Regions from separate parts of the Mus musculus genome. Here regions 2, 3, 4 and 5 are each linked to region 1. A link is a contact called in public Hi-C and promoter capture Hi-C data. All regions are on one chromosome and are shown on one strand. Each heading gives the region's core, a stretch centred on a gene start, on an enhancer-like site or on the middle of the called end of the contact. The rest is flanking DNA. Distances are from core to core; before and after follow the strand shown.

What was found. Promoter capture Hi-C pulls out the DNA fragments that hold promoters and counts their contacts. A called contact is a pair of places that touch in the nucleus more often than the background predicts. Capture Hi-C pulls out chosen DNA fragments and counts their contacts.
Region 2: a contact with region 1 is called in a promoter capture Hi-C map of liver, with 2.8 times the contacts expected there. The contact joins the promoter of Mrps27 here to the promoter of Hmgcr in region 1. A contact is called at or near these places in 1 of 39 promoter capture datasets (pre-B cells), 1 of 115 datasets of contacts at active chromatin or transcription factors (bone marrow-derived dendritic cells) and 1 of 9 other capture datasets (liver).
Region 3: a promoter capture Hi-C map of pre-B cells shows a contact between it and region 1, with 4 times the contacts expected there. The contact joins the promoter of Ap3b1 here to the promoter of Hmgcr in region 1.
Region 4: a contact with region 1 is called in a promoter capture Hi-C map of pre-B cells, with 3 times the contacts expected there. The contact joins the promoter of Tnpo1 here to the promoter of Hmgcr in region 1.
Region 5: a contact with region 1 is called in a Hi-C map of B cells, with 6 read pairs. The contact joins the promoter of Fcho2 here to the promoter of Hmgcr in region 1. A contact is called at or near these places in 2 of 39 promoter capture datasets (erythroid cells and liver), 1 of 484 Hi-C or Micro-C datasets (B cells) and 1 of 115 datasets of contacts at active chromatin or transcription factors (astrocytes).

Annotation. Positions count from the first base shown.
Region 1 is chr13:96,669,411-96,672,550 of GRCm38.p6, forward strand. Hmgcr (3-hydroxy-3-methylglutaryl-Coenzyme A reductase) reads right to left here and starts at 1,526. Exons shown (of 20, transcript NM_008255.2): 1 at 1,401-1,526.
Region 2 is chr13:99,343,346-99,346,485 of GRCm38.p6, forward strand. Mrps27 (mitochondrial ribosomal protein S27) reads left to right here and starts at 1,441. Exons shown (of 11, transcript NM_173757.3): 1 at 1,441-1,530. The coding sequence starts at 1,458. It overlaps Ptcd2 (pentatricopeptide repeat domain 2), which reads right to left and starts at 1,333. Exons shown (of 10, transcript NM_026873.2): 1 at 1,219-1,333; 2 at 1-60. The coding sequence starts at 1,324.
Region 3 is chr13:94,357,425-94,360,564 of GRCm38.p6, forward strand. It overlaps Ap3b1 (adaptor-related protein complex 3, beta 1 subunit), which reads left to right and starts at 1,536. Exons shown (of 27, transcript NM_009680.3): 1 at 1,536-1,807. The coding sequence starts at 1,680. It overlaps Gm9776 (predicted gene 9776), which reads right to left and starts at 1,499. Exons shown (of 1, transcript NR_045619.1): 1 at 1-1,499.
Region 4 is chr13:98,924,828-98,927,967 of GRCm38.p6, forward strand. Tnpo1 (transportin 1) reads right to left here and starts at 1,557. Exons shown (of 24, transcript NM_178716.3): 1 at 1,424-1,557. The coding sequence starts at 1,438. Gm52051 (translation initiation factor IF-2-like) reads left to right here. Exons shown (of 2, transcript XR_003950643.1): 1 at 1-2,579.
Region 5 is chr13:98,813,735-98,816,874 of GRCm38.p6, forward strand. It overlaps Fcho2 (FCH domain only 2), which reads right to left and starts at 1,715. Exons shown (of 26, transcript NM_172591.3): 1 at 1,342-1,715. The coding sequence starts at 1,374. Gm34995 (a long non-coding RNA gene) reads left to right here and starts at 2,247. Exons shown (of 3, transcript XR_382806.4): 1 at 2,247-2,335. It also overlaps the pseudogene Gm18134.

The sequences.
Region 1 (3,140 bases), core at 276-2,775:
TAATTCTATCTAGGAATAGAACCACCAACCACTGCCAAGAGACAGGCTTCTCTGAGATTCTTCCAGTCCATTCATTCTTCCGGTAGTACACAACCCACTCTTTGATTAGAAAATATCTACACTGATATGTGCAGGTTGTCCCTTTGAGGGTAAGACCCCCTAATCCTACACTGTAGCCACGTCTAATCCCAACAGGATGAACACTCAGCATTCTTAACCTACCCATCCATCAAAGGGGGCCATCATCACCTTGCACAGAAAACAAGTTCTGTACCCAACTTTACCATACATTACCAGTTTCTAAGTCCATCTCCTCTTCATGGTCAAGTTCTCTGACCAAAGTATTAAGTGGAACCATAAAGAACTACTATTTTAAGAACTTAAAAAAAAAAAAAAAAGCACAATTTCAAGATAGATTTAAGGATTCAGAAACTGATCCCAGAATATAGCTCACAGTCTACAAATTAGACAAAAATATAGCAGTGTGAGCAAGCACACCCTTTATCTTGCCTGGTCAAGTTCTAGAAAGGCACTACGACCAAGTAAGCCCACAAAACGCAGCCCAATGTAGATCCAAGACTTTTGCCCTACGATAAATAAAATACAAATAAATCACAAGTAACCAAACAAAATGTATTCCCTACTTCGTGTGATGCTTTAATTGTACACAACGACTTTGTAAGTAAAGAGCCAGTAACAGACGTTTCCTGTGCCTTTACAGGCCTTAGCCCGAAAAGATACAACCTCAAGAGAGGAAAGATTTCCATCTGTCCGCTTTCGATGAAAGACTATTAACTTCGCCCAACCTCAGAAGTCTACTGTTTTACTTGCGAACCTCTAAGGCCATTTTCTTCATTCAAACCAAATAATTCCAATAGGTGCATAAGGTAAATTGACATCAGTATCAATGAGACTACGCCCCTTAGGAGAAAGACTATAACATAAAGGTCGAGAGACCGACTTCGGAGGGCTAGCTGTGCCTGTACAGACCTCGCATCCTCCTCCGGGCCCACTAGGAAGAGCACAACCTGCCGTACCCACGCGGATCGGGTCAATTTGCAGCCTACATCTCCATCACTTTAAAGACGGGTCCTGCCGCAAGGCAGCGCCTGGGCGTGAACCCTTGTTCTCTAGGGCTCCCGCTGTCCCCTCTGCCAGGCACTCGTACACGGATGACCGTGACCGCCGGGTCAGCACAGCGCCCTCCGGACTGAACCCACGGACGCCCCGTCGCTGCACTGGCCCTCAGGCCCACCCGGCCCACGGGTTCCCTGGCCGCCGCCCTGCCGCCGGGCCTCAAGGACGTGTCCTCGCGGTCCCCTCGGTTCGCAGCCGCCTCGTGAGCCCAGGCGGAGCGCGAGACCCGCTGTCCCGCCGGTCCCCAGCGTCCGCCAGCTCACCTCCGGATCTCAATGGAGGCCAAGCCGGCCCAGCTGCCGTCTCCAGCCAACGGAGCCCCGGGCGGAAGGAACTGCGCTTACGCACGCTCCAGGCCGCCAGCGGGCCGCCAATAAGGAAGGATCGTCCGATCCCCTAGCCAATCGTCGGGCGGCTGCTCAGCCTGACGGCCTACGTCACGAACGGTCTCCCTAACAACCGCCCACTGCTCGCACCCGGGCGGAGAACGGGCACCGCACCATCTCTCACCACGGCAGAGCCAACCAATGACGGGTCGGGTCCCAGCATCGCGGCCTTCCTATTGGTCTCCGAGCCGAGGGGCGCCTGCAAGGACGCCGCCCGCGCGGGGAACAGGGGATGCCGCGGGTGGAGTACCCCGAACTCAGAGTTTGACCTGCAGGGTCTTGCCCCCGTGGGAAGACCACGGGAGGCCACCGTGTTAGAGTTGGAGCGTGAACGCGGGTTAAGGTTGAAAAGAAAAAGCCCAGTTAGTAGAGAGATCTGTGGGGAAGTAGTAGAGCTCTGAAAAAAAAAAAAAGAGGAATTTAAAAAAGAAAACGAAATGTGGCAGGGACTTGCAGCCCAAACCCCCTGTGACATACCCATCAGTGCTAATGGCTCCGGCTATCTAGGTCACCTGTCGCACACTGGATTCTTGCTGAAGAGTCCCTCTCCAGTGTCGTCTCTGAATTCCCTCTGCTCTCCTGCTGGCTGAAGGCCTTTATCAAGCCCTTAACTCAAACTTGCAATAACCTCTCCTAACTGGTCTTCCCACTCTCGGGTGCTTACACCTTCTGCTTCTGGCGTTTCTGCTGCAGTAATCTTCCTCTTATGCCATACACCTGCCCCTAAATCAGCCTCCAGTATGGCCCAACCCCATTTCACCTACACAACTCTATCCCTGTGTTAGCCTAGAGTAACTTACCCTTCGATTGTACTGAATCGCTTTTGACACCCCTGCTCATGGTCTTAGTTTAGCCCGGATATACCTACCCACTTTAAATTTTGAAATCCTAATTATACCTCAAGGATCATTCATATGCCACCTCCTTTCCTGATTCTCTCAAACATATGTCATATCTCTCTTCTGAACGCCCATAGCACTTCCGTAATAGTCTATGACTTGTCTTACTGTTTTATGTGGAAATGTCGTAAAGAGAGCAATTGGTACATAACTCCTTTTGTTTTTGTGCGCTCTCTGTTTCTGTGTGTGTGTGTGTGTGTGTGTGTGTGTGTGTGTGTGTGCTGCTGTGCACTACATGTACAGAACAGTGCCCAAGGAATAGCAAGAAGAGGGTGGGGGATCCTCTGGAACTGGAGTTACGTAAGATGGTTGTTAGCTGCCATGTAAGTGGAAACTGAATCTGAATTCTCTGAAGAACTGAAGTGCTCTTAACCGATGAGCCATCTCTTAAAACACTATATGTTCAGTAGTACTTTTCATAAACTAAAAAAGTACCTGGTTAGAGTCTCATCGTTGTTATAAAATAGGGATTGCTCCCATTTCACACAAAGAACATGCTCTAAACAACTTGAATCAATTGGAAAACTAAGATTTCATTCCACATCTAAAGCTGGGCTTCTAGAGTTACCTTCCACTGGCTTAATATAGAGCCTTTGTTCATATCTTTACGAAACACTCCAAAAAGTTTCTTATGTCCAGGGTGTGGTGGTTAGAGCTGGAAGTATAATAATAGACACAGTACACGTGGCACCCACCAAAGTGAAAGCAATTGAAGTGA
Region 2 (3,140 bases), core at 191-2,690, 2.7 Mb after region 1:
TCTTCTTATGTTGAAATTCCTTTAACTTCACAATGTTATCTGTGAGTAGGTATCTTTTAGCTAAAAAGTAGAAAAAGAAAATAAAGTCATTTTGATTGCTCTCCCCCTCCCCCGCAGCAAATAAGAGCATGGTTGCCTCTAAAGGATCCATCCAGAGAGGTACAAATACTATATATCCCTGGTGAGAAGCAAACATCTCCAGTCAAGTATTGAATGCAAGTCTTACATTTGAAAGAGGTAGGGATTGATGGAGTGTGAAGACTGGTTGACAAGATGAGCTATGAAGAACAAATGGGCATTTGCTATCTAGTTGGGGGCTAGCAATGCAGACACCTACACACACACACACACACACTGCAGACACCTACACACACACACACACACACACACACACACACTTTTGCTTGGTTTATTTTGGGAGAAACATGAAATATTGGGAAAAGCTATATCATGACTTCCAGTTTTGAAACTTCGGCACTGAAGATAGCCTTTCAGATCTGGACTCAGTAACCCTAGATCAGAAATCACTGACCACAGATCAGCAAGTCTGGAATGTACCCTTCTGCATCGTTGGCTGTGCATGAGATAAAAACAGATGAACCGTGCACTGAGATCTGACACAGTAAGGTAGTAACAAAAATAGTTGTTTATGAAAAGGCAGTCCTGTGACGCTGTCAGATCTGGGTCTTTAGTTCAAATACAGCATCTGCCAGCTCCCTGTGACCTTGGGCGAGTGACAACCTTGTCTACTTCCTATTCTGTAAATGAAGAAGGGTACCTCTGTCACTGGATGCTATGTGTGTGTGTGCGCGCCCACATTATAATAATTTTATTATCAATAGCAGTCACGCCTTCAGAAAGGCGGTAAGGAATAATTTGGGGGATGAGGACGCCTGCCTCGAGTCTTTGAGAATGTAAGCAGCACAGCTTGGGTTCCCATCTCTTAAACTCCGCACCAAAACCTTGCAGAAAAGGACACCCGACGACTGAGGTATGTTCTCGAAGAGCAACTTGGACCTTTGCAAGTGCAGTCCCTAGCTGCCCTTTGCTTTCCAGGCACAGAGCAGAGGGGTTCACAGTCCGGAAGCAAACCGGGCTGCTCACGCGTGCAGCAAAAGGGAAAGGGCGCACGAGCCTCCTCCAAAAAGAGAGGCCGCGGTGGGCTCACGCTCCCTTCTCTTCCACCCTCCCTCCTTCCAGGCGTGCGGCCGCTCGTACCTCCGAGAGTGCAGCGGCAGCAGGCGGAGCCTGAGCCCGTCACCCCGGGATGCAGCGAAGGACGCGGCACCCGCAGGCGTTCCAGGGGCCGAAACACTGTAGCCATGTTGTTCCGGGCCGGGCTGCACCATCTGCGGGACCCGGGCAGGGGGGACCTCTGAGGTGGTAGGACCACTTCCGGCGGAGGCGGGCTCTGTGCCTGTCCCCCCACGCCCGCCTTCCACTTGGTGCGCTCCAAGATGGCGGCTCCCATGGTGCGGTGTGGGATGCTCCTGGCTCGGCGACTAGACGCGTCTCGCCTTTGCCTCGCAGGTTGGTGGCTGCTGCCTTGGAGCTGCAGCTCCATTTAGGCCTCCCAGCACGCTGTTTATTGAAGGAAGGGGGTGATGGGCTTCCAGGAAGCGCATAAGTGCGTCTGGGATCCGGTTGCTAGAGAAGCCGTTTAGGGTATTGGTAACCCAGAAAGGAAAAATAATCCCTCTTCTTTAAGGCTAGTACCCGCCATTCCAAACTTTTGAAAAGTAGGGGAAGGCTGTAGCATGAGGTTCTGCGTATGTCTTGCAAGTTTAATGTATTAAATTAGTAGACTTCTTGGTGATCATGAAAAACCCAAATATGTTCACTCCGTGGGCTAGAACAGTTTTCTTCCCCTGAGATTTCTTTGGAGGGTCATCAGGCAAAAGTTTTCCCTCACTGCCTTGTACTTGATGACCCGAACCCTTGGTCTTCATCTCCTGAAAGAATTTTTCAACACTAGCCTCACTTTACCTGGTGACCTTGGCCACAACTTCTGCCTGACATTTCTTTTTTTTTTTTTTTTTCCACCAGTAGGTAAACAAGCAGAGCGATTTGATGGCTTGAGTTGAATCACATAATCACTCAAAGCCTTTTTAGGGTACCTAATGGTGAAAATACGTTTTGAAGTTTTTGCAAAACCCGAGTTTGTAGTGCTTACAATCTCGTAATCCTTGAAGATGTGCCAGATAACAGAAGTAAAATGAACTAACCACACTTGGATGTTTGCAATGCTGCTTGTTTTCAATCAGACTCCCTTAACACCAGTCACAAAAAGAGAAGCAATGCTCACTTGCTCTCACTCCTGTAAGTGTACAGCCATTTAAAAACTCCACAGTTGTCCTCAAGAGTTTTCTAAAGATAAAGTGTTTGAACTACCTGGCAAGAACACTTCATATCACACATTTGACAAATTGATACGAACAATATTTGGCACTAAGAGTGCTTTGTAGAGCTATTTGGCATATTTAATTGTGATTGGTAGTAAATTCTTTGAAGTTTCATAAGACCCACACTAGTAGATACAGGAGAGTAAGTTGGTTGCTTATAATGGCTGGGGCAACTATTGTAACAAAGGAATGGAAACTACACAGAGCAACTTGAGAGAACCTTTACTTTGGCAGTTTATACTCTGAAGCTATCCCAACTTGGTAGTTGCTAGTACTTGTAGCTATTTAAATTTAAGTTGAAGATAAATAAGATTAAAAACTAAGTTTCTTCACGGCAGTTAGTGTTTTATGTGGTCAGTACATCCATGTAGCTGATGTCTTTTGTCTTGGACAATTTAAAATGTAACATTTTTATTTCTACAGAAGTTTTTTGGACACTGCATTAGACCACAGATGGAGGCTATAGGAAGGCAATATAAGTACATCAGTGTATAAATACCCTAATTCAAGTACTCAGCTTGTACAAATTCATGACAGATGAGTCAGTATATGCAACACTTTAAGACTTCTACATAGTCTACTTAAAATAGGATGAAAGAATACAGCCCAAATGATCAAAAAGATAGAAGAAAAATGAACTGAGATAGAGCAACAACAGGTATGTGAAAAGGACAGGGGAAGGAAACTTACTGGGTACCATAATTCGTAGACAGGCATTAGTGAGCCTTAACCACCCTG
Region 3 (3,140 bases), core at 286-2,785, 2.3 Mb before region 1:
AAATAAATAAATCTTAAAAAAAAGAAAATACCTAATAAAATAATAATAAAAAGAAAATGAACTATTCAAGATAAATTGGATTAACATGTCCATGTGAAAAAAAAACTCACATGAAAGATAATCATATTCATTATCAACATGAATATAAAAATTAATTAGAACACAAAAATCTATATCACATTATGACAAAATTATGAGAATGTGAGGAAATCCCTCTCATACGTAAATGGTAGGAGAGCAATTTAGAATATCTAGTAAAAGCGTTTACATTCCAAAATAAAAACAATTATATACTCAGGTATATTTTGTACTGAGGATGTGTTCACATTGTCATTACTTGACAAAATAAGCAAAGCCTAGTGTCTTCCCGTAGTAAATGAATTTATCCATGCACACCACTTAGTATAGTGTCTGGGGTATAAGCTAAGCATCATATAACACCTTGTTATGTATCATCACCATCGATCAGTCAGTCGTAGGAGAGATTCTACAAATCTATCAATATCATCAACACTGGGAAGAAACATATTTGCGATGCTCGAACACTGTCTGGATAGGTGTATTGAAAAGCTAATTAACCGCCAACGTTTGGTCAGTTTGGAGGCTGATTGCTCCTCTCTCTCCTAGCACTAAGGAGGAGCGTGTTTTCCGAGAGACAACGCAATCTTTCAGTCAAGTCGAGAAATCTTGGTGGGACCTTGGTGTTTGCCTGGTGCTACCCTTGGGTTTTGGTGATTTGCTGCAGGGCTGCAGGTATTCAGTCCTTTCTGGACCGCATGTGTAGGGAAAGAGGAACGAAGGAACGGTAGTCACCAGGGAGGCTGGTGAGGGTCCTCTTGGAAAGCTGCCCGGGACAGAAGGGTTGCAGTTCTGCAGCCAGAAACCATCCCATCTTGCTGCTTAGGTGTTGTTGGAAAGCCACTTGCCCAAGAGTGGAAGCAGGCGGCGCTCGGAGGAGAGCGCACTCCAGCTTCTGGCCCAGGCTTAGCTCGCGGCAGCTGACTGCGGGCAGGACGCAAGCCTCGAACTTCAAGTAAGAACCTCGGGCCCCAGGAAAAACTTAGGCAAAGCTTGCAGGCGGATGATCGCCTCCGCGCAGATCCTGAAAGCCTCCTCCGAAGGAGGAGCTTTCACGTCTAGAACGTCAGGCCACTCTGGCTGTGAGAGGGGCGGAAGCCAGCCTCGAGGGCTGAGAGCTTGTGGCCGCTGAAGCCAAGTTCTTCCGACCTGTGCACCGCGTTTCAGGAGCCATCGGGGAGCGATCAGTGGACAGCAGAAGAGAAGCAACGAACCCTGGAGGATCTGAGATCTCCTCCACCAAAACGCATCCAAGGGCCTCATATCCAGTTCTTTACGTGCCCACGACTCTCCGGCTGACCCGGTGCAAAACCCCAGCTTCCTGTTAAGGGTCCCGAGTGTAGCTTCCCGGCAGCCCCTAACACCCGGAGCGCGACAATCTAGCGCACCGGGAGCGGCAGGCGCGGGCCCGCACGGACACAGTGCGCACGCGCAGGGGGTGGGCCGCCCGGTCAGCCGGAGCAGTGACGAGCCCGGAAGCGCCGGCGCGCGCCCCCTCCGCCCCAGAACTAGTTTGGTTCGGTGTCCTCCGAACGCCAGCCATCCGTAGAGGACCCCGCACGCTCTCTCCCGCACCCGCCTGCTGGCCAGCACCGCCCGCGATGTCTAGCAACAGTTTCGCCTACAACGAGCAGTCGGGAGGAGGGGAGGCGGCGGAGCTCGGGCAGGAGGCCACCTCGACCATCTCTCCCTCGGGCGCCTTCGGCCTCTTCAGCAGCGATTGGAAGAAGTGAGGACCGGGGTTCGGGGTGCGGGAGCGCTGCCGGGACGCGAGGCGGCCGCCCGGGCTGCTCTCGGTTCCTGGGGAACCTCCCTGCCGCCCCCGCTGCGGTGGGTCGGTGGGTGGGTGGGTGGGGGTGGCCCCGCCGGGTGCGGGGCTTGTTGGGGACGTCTGGGGACGCCCAAGGCGGCGCCTGTGGTCTTCAAACTTTGGTGTGTGTGGGGGGGAAAAAGCAAACCAGTTGGTGAGCCGAGGTTCCACTTCCCAAACCGTTGACTGAGTTGATCTGGGCTGCGCACAGGAGTTTGAATTTTGAACTTCTAGTGAATTTGAGGTCTACAGGATCAGACCTCGAGAAAGTCATTTATTTAAAGGTGACGAGGGTATTTGGGGAAGGGAGTGGGGAGTGGGCCTGCTGCTTATTGGGACCCTATAATGTAGGGACTAAGCGGTGGTTTGGGGGTTTTGTATAAATGACAAACTTATTTTTTCTACCACCTTTGGCGTTTTTCATGTGATGATCTTTGCACCAGGGTACTTCCCCGCCCCCACTGAAGCACTGAGATAATATTTAAATAGAGTGTTGTTGTGAACCAAACCCAGTTCTAGTTCTTTACAAATAGTATGAATTTTAAAAATAAGCACCAACCGTGTATACTGATTTTTGTAAAAAGTTACTTATGGTTCGCGTCAAATACCGCCAAGAATTGAAAACATCCTTAGCGGGTTCTGTTTTAGTTTGGGTTTTACATTTTGGCGTGTTGATGGGCTGTGGATAAATGTACAGAATTATGACAACTTAGATTATTTGTCGTTCCCCTCCCTTTTCTTTCTGACAGGGTCTCACTGTGTAACCTTGGCTGGCCTGGAACTCACTAGGTAGAGCAGGCTAGCCTGAAACTCAGAGAAATCCTCCTGCCTCTGCTACTCCAGTGCACACACCACCATGCCATTACACATTCTTTTTAAATTTTTGTTCTCTTATTGTTACGCAGTATAGTAAAACATAATAGACTATCACTAGATTCTACCCACTTAAGGTAAGGAAACTTGGTTGATAGTTTTATGGATATTAAGAGGTGTAACTAAAATAATAATTGGTGGGGAAGGTGGTTAGAGACAATCTTGTTCTGTAGCTCAGGTTGGCCTCAAACTGGAACTTGCCATTCTCCTGCCTCTGCCTCCCAGGTGCTAGTAGCTGAAATTGAGATTAAGATTTGACTCTATTGATTAACATCTTGTATAAAGCATATTAATTATCTTTGTGTTCATTATTTTCAGGATATGAAAGTGTAAAACATAATAGATGTCTTCTGTCTTTGTGTGCATTTGTGTGACTGAT
Region 4 (3,140 bases), core at 307-2,806, 2.3 Mb after region 1:
TATTATATAATGGCAAAAAGGCACAGCTAGGATCTTTTTTTTTTTTTAAGATAAAATTCTATCCTGTTGCTATTATATAATGGCAAAAAGGCTTTTAGGAATGGAGGGAGAAATACAAAAATATTTTCTATAGGTCTTTCAGTGGGAGGAATTCAGTAATTTCTGGCCAGGGCAGGATGGAAAAGCACATGGCTAATGGAAGGCCGAGGCCCTCTTCAGAAAGGGAAGACGAACCACTCACAGTGCAGTAGGTGTACACGGACTCAAGTAAAAGCTGAATTGCCAAACCACTATTCACCCACACACGGCAAGTGTCAAGGAGTTTAAAATAAATCGGCCACCTCTAAAGTAGTATTTTTCCTTTGCACTTGCAAATTTCCACATAGACCAGCCATTCTCTAGAACCAGGACGGAGGGTTACAGGACAGTAACAAGGATCACTTCTCACCAACTACAAACCATCCACTTACTTCATTAGCACACTTTCTTACCACACTTAAGTGAAAGTTTCGATAGGGAAACTCAAAACCCAGCAGGTACTTTTGGTATCCTAAAGATGAACACGTCTGAGCGTGCACATTGCAGACAGACAGGTCAGTTCCAAATACTGATTTCACCGAATATTTTGCATTTAAGGAGCGTCTTCTCTTTAGGGGGGAAAAGCATTGCTTACGTACTCATTGAAGCCATCACTGTTTTTCGAACAGGACATACTAAGCTTCTTAATACAATCTCCCCAACTAGTGGACAGCCTCTGACTTCGTTTCTACAGTTAACAGCTGATTCGCGACTGGCGTAACAAAGTGAAACTGTAAACAATCCCTGCAAACCCCACGTGATTAAAAAAAATTAAGCCCCGCGAGATCATTTCTAAGAGGAAGAAAGCCTTTCTAAAGCCAGTTTGATTGTGGTGGCGGGTCTGTTCCTCGGCGGCCCTTCCCCGTGGCGTGGGCAGACAGAGGCAGACGTGCAAAACCCACAAACCTAAGCAAAACCCGTAGTTACAAACATTAAAATTATGTTCACAGGTCGCGAGGCCAGCAGGCCCTCGGGGGAGACGGATCAGCTGGCTGCAGAAACCGGAGTGTGCGAGGCTCCGGGACAAAGACCGGCGACCTCGGGCCCTCGCACCGTGCGGCCTGACGGGCATCGCAGCGGCTCGGCCCGCCAGCCTCCCGCCACCCCCAGGACCGACCTCCCGCTCCTGGGGCGCCGCCTGCCCTGTCCGGGACCCGCAGGGCGCCCGGGACCGCAGCTGTTGGGCTTAGAACCGCGCCGTCGCCGGCGGGCTCCAAACGGCCAGGCCCCGTCCGAGAGGGCGGACAGCGGAGCGCGGTCCCCTCGGCGCGGCGGCCGGTCGGAGCTCGCTCGGGCCGCTTCCCACCCGCCTCCGCCCTGGCCACGCACCCTCACGCCAACCTACCCGGTCCCACACCATCCCAGAGGCCTCCGGCGCTCGGGCCTTTCTGCCGAAGCGGCGCTGCCTCCCGTCCGGGGCCTGAAATGGCTGCGGAACAAAGAGAATCCGGGCTCCGGCGAGCGCCGGTCCGATTGGCCGGGGGGCGGAGCCCGGCGCGGGAATCTTCGGCGGCGGTCGCCTTGGCAACGGCGACGGGGCTGGGAAAACTGCGGCCTGGGCCTGCTGGCCTGCGTCGGGAAGGCGGGCGGGCGGGCGGCGCGCCCCAGCGGTTTTCACCAAGCGGGGTCCCGGGGTCGACGCCTCGGCCCCGTGCCCGCCTCACACCCCCTCGCGCCCACTGCAGCCCCCACAAGCCAGCCTGGGGCTCAGTCGCGGCCTCCGCTGCCCAGCCCGTTGAGTGTGAACGCCCAGATGCACGGCCCTTCCGGCGGCAGGTGACGTGCGTGCCCGGAGTGCACTCGTGTCCCCCCCGGGAGACCGCCGAGCCCAGAGCCCGGCGACACCCACCAGGCCGCTCGTCCCACAGTCGAACTGTTACAGCTTTCCTGGGACAAGGCAGAAGGGTGTGGGCGGACGGCGGCCCCCTTGATAACACAGGGGCTTCTGAAATGTGCTGATGTAGCACGAAACTACCATATAAAACCAAATGAAATGATTTAGAAAATTAGGTTTACATCTCTAGGTATGTTTCTACTATAAAGCTAGTTCCCTGAGCTTGGAGATAATAAGCTCTCCTCTCTCCTTATACAGCCACCACCAGAGAGGTACTGTAACTTCAAGCTGAAAGTGTTTTAAAATGGGAGAGGTAGGCACTTTTCAAGCCAGTTGCAATAATGGTAATGAAGAGAGGTGAATTGTTCTTCCCAGTGGTAGCACACGCTTTTAATCCCAGCACTTGGGAGGCAGAGTCAGGCAGACTTCTGAGTTCAAGGCCAGCCAGGGCTATACTGAGAAACCCGGTCTTGGAAGAATCGTTCTTCCCTGCCTGGTTATTTTTACACAAACTTACCACGTATGAGTATTTTAAATATGCACAGCAAGGTGGTCCTTTTTTCTGAGTGAGTGGCCAGCGAGAATTATCTTCACATCAGTGCTTTCAACTGCCTTAGTGTTACATACTTCTTGTTTAGGCAGTGATTGCTCTCCATACACTTTACAGGTAAAATTATTGTACCTAATTCTTGAAAAATGCTAAATATTTACAACTTATTTATTAAGAAGCTTAAAAATCTTCACTTGTAATACTTTTTAGTGTTACAATTAGCTTAACTCAAAGTTTGAGACTAAAAGATGGTTTTTATCATCAGAAAGCTGAAAATTGAAAGGGAAAATATTTAAAATTACTAAAATATGGCCAGGCATGGCAGCCCACACTTTTAGTCCCATCACTCCAGAGGCAGAGGCAGACAGATTGCTGAGTTCCAGGCCAGCCTGGCCTACACAGAGAAACTTTGTCTCTATCAAATAAAATAAACATTTTTAAATGTTGATTTAATAGAAGTTAGATAGAGTAGTGTTCTTGGAAAGGAATTTTCTAAGAAGGAATATGTCCTAAGAAAAACAATTTAATGTAAACCTTCCTCCAGAGCAGTTTGGTGAGTCTGCAAAAAAATTTACTGCAAGGAAAAATGTAAACAGGTCTTATTTTATACTTAAAAGCTTTCATTGTAGAGTAGAGACTTGTAAAAATCAGATGATTGTGTGATTGTGGTAACTGAAT
Region 5 (3,140 bases), core at 465-2,964, 2.1 Mb after region 1:
TGAAAGAGTACTCCATCTGCTTCTTGGCCCTTTGGCTAACCATGTGCAAATATAGAGTTAAACACGTGATCCAGTAAATTCCATTCTACAAAGAAAAACACATGCTCTGACACACTTGTATAAAGTGTTCATTGCAATATTACTCATAATAAAAGAGACGTTGCGATGGGTACCAAATATCCATCACCAATGAATAGATAAGTAAAAAAGGGAATGGAATATTATTTGATCATAAAAAGGAATGAAATAGTAATATGTATTATCTCGTGGATTACCTTTGAAAATACTATGGTAAGTGAAATAGTCATCAGAGAGCCGGGTCCAGAAAGGACGGAACTGTAGAAGCAGATCGGTTGCCTAGGGACCGAGACAAGGGGCAAACTGGGAATGACTCCTAACCGGTAAGGGATTTTTTCTGAGGTTATGAAATTGTTCTAAAATTGACTGTGGTGATGTTTGCAAAAAAACAATGAGGAACTCTTCACAGTATACACTTTAAGTGCATGCATAAAACCGCTCTTTAAAAACACCACCGAGTACAGATGATTGCGAAAAGCGAATTAACATTCAAAACAAATAACCATGAACTGATTGTATTCAAGCCCGTGCTTGAGACTGAATTAAGAATCTCAGCTAGCAGTAGCTGGCATGACTGAAAGCTGACTCCTTTCAACACCTTACCTAAATGAAAGTGGTGCCGTATTTGCAACTGTCGGGCCACGAAAACCCAAGTTCGGCCAAGATACCTGAGTAAACACGTAACTTTCCTGTTCATGGCAGAAGCGTACTTGCCACGATCGGCTAACAGCAACTGCACGAAATCACACGGCGAGGAGACTAGAGGGGTGTGGGGAGCCCGAGGAAGGTCCACGAAACCCAACTTCCACGGGCTTTGTGAGCAGGCCTGAAGGCAAAGTCCTGGGCGCAGCCCCCACCAGCCCAGCCGCGCGGCCAAGAGGAAGTGCCGAGCCCGCTCGGCCCTGCACGGACTCTGCGTGGGGTCCCGGGCCTGCGCCGCGGGAAGCCGACCAGCCGGGTGCCCGGCTCCCCGCGCCGGACGCCGCGCACGCACGCCCCGTCGGCGCTTTGTCCCCGCCCGGCGCCGCCGGCCCTCTGGAGTCCCCGCCGAGACTCCCGGGCCGCGCTGCCAGCCCGGGCGCCGCGCGCAGTGGCCAACCCGGAGGAGGCGGGTGGCCGGAGAGCCGTGGCCCGCGGGAGCTCGGCCGGGCAACCCCGGGGCCGTGGACTCTCGCTCGGCCGCCCGAGGAGCCGCCGCCCGCCGCGCACGCAGGCCGCGGGGAGAAACCGAAGCCCGCGGCGTCCCCAACACCCTCCGCTCACCCAGAAATTCTCCACGAAATGCGCCATGACCATCTTGCCGCCGCCGCCGCCGCCGCCGCCGCCGCGCCGGGTTCCGCGTCCGCACCCGCCCGCCGCTGTGTAAACACGGACCGGCCCCTACGGCGCCCCCGCCTCTCGCCGCCGCCGCCTTCTTCCCAGAGACCGCCCGCGCCCTCTAGGGCGCATGCGCCACCTAGCGGCAGGCGCGGCCGCCGCCACCACGGGGCGAGAGCCTGACTGTCGCTCCCGAGTGCGCGTGCGCGCAGCCTGTCCGGGTCCGAGCGTTCGCAAGGAATGGTACAGAGCTTAGTCTGCGCGAGCCTCCGGGGCTGGCGGGAGTCGAGCTACCCGCAGGCCCGGGGGGCGGAGCTAATAGGGCCACGCCCCCTCGCGTCCAGCGTCCTGGCCTTCTAGGATCTCCAGCAGTCCCAGGTCCTGGCAGACTGGGACTAAGGAAACTTGGCAGCCGGCCACCCCAAGGAGACTGGGAAACCTTTGGTCAACAGGGAGCCTCTCCTTGACTGGGAAGTAAGATCCAAAACAAAACTGTCCAAGGCCGGAAAGGGAGGGAACGCCCAGTGTCGCCTGCAAGACTCAGGCAGTGCAGTCGGTCACAAGGGAGCCAGCCGGCCTGGACCGCCTGCCGAGAGCAGGCGTGACCCGAAACGCGACTCTTCCAGGCCTGTTCACAAAGCCCATGGTGGTAATCTTACCAGTTTGTACACCCAGGAGGAAAGGACACAAGTTTTAACATGCTTCGGCCTGATGGGGAAAAGAAATCCCTCGCCATGCCTTTCTTTCCAAAAGTTTAAAAAACTTTAGAGGTCCCAAGTTCATTAAGCTAAGTCAAAGATCTGCAAGTTGGAAGTCAAGCTCCAGAGATGATTTAGTGTAGTTTTAACTACAGTATGAACACCGCACGTCCTAAGATCGTTTTCAAACATGGACAATGTAGCACTTTCTTCAAAGGAAATTATTTGCCTCCCCAAACGATGTATGTAAACACTTTTCATGTATCTTTTATATAGTCGATAGCAAAAGATAACCAGACAAAGGTTGTGCCTTTATAAGAATATCTTTCAGAAATATTCACGTAAAGCTAAGACATCTAGCATCTGCTCAGGAGTATTTGGTGGAAGCAGGGCAGAAGACTAGGGTATAGGAGGAACAAGATTGGCCATACAAGTAGTTGAATGATGGAAAGATGCTATTTCCATATACTATTTTAAAAGGTCTATGTGTATGAGTGATTTGCCTGCATGTTAGGTATGAATTCCATGTGTGTGCCTAGTGCCCAATAAGACCAGAAGAGCGTGTGGGATCCTCTGAAACTGAAGATACAGAAAGTTGTGAATCACCATGTGGACTTTGGAATTGAATCAGGGTCCTCTCCAAGAGCATTAATACTCATAACCACTGAGCAATCTCTCCTTTGTTTGTTTGTTTTTGTTTTTCTTGTATATGTTAACTCTTCCATTTAAAATAAATATTTGCTTTTGTTTTGTAAACCATCAGCCCAGTTATGCTATCCTTGGTGCTTAAGATAGAAGAAAATTCTAACAAAAGGAGTAAGAAAGCTCACCCTGCAAAAGCGGCTGGTACTGGATTCCTAATATCACCAGGCTTAGTGCGAGAGAGGATCCCCGAGTTTCCTTTTTTTACTGAGACCCGCCAACATGGGCCGAGTTCACACCAAGACTGTGAAGAAGGCGGCCCAGGTCATCATCGAGAAGTACTACACACACCTGGGTAATGGCTTCCACAGTAACAAGCGCCTGTGGGAGGAGACCTCCATTATC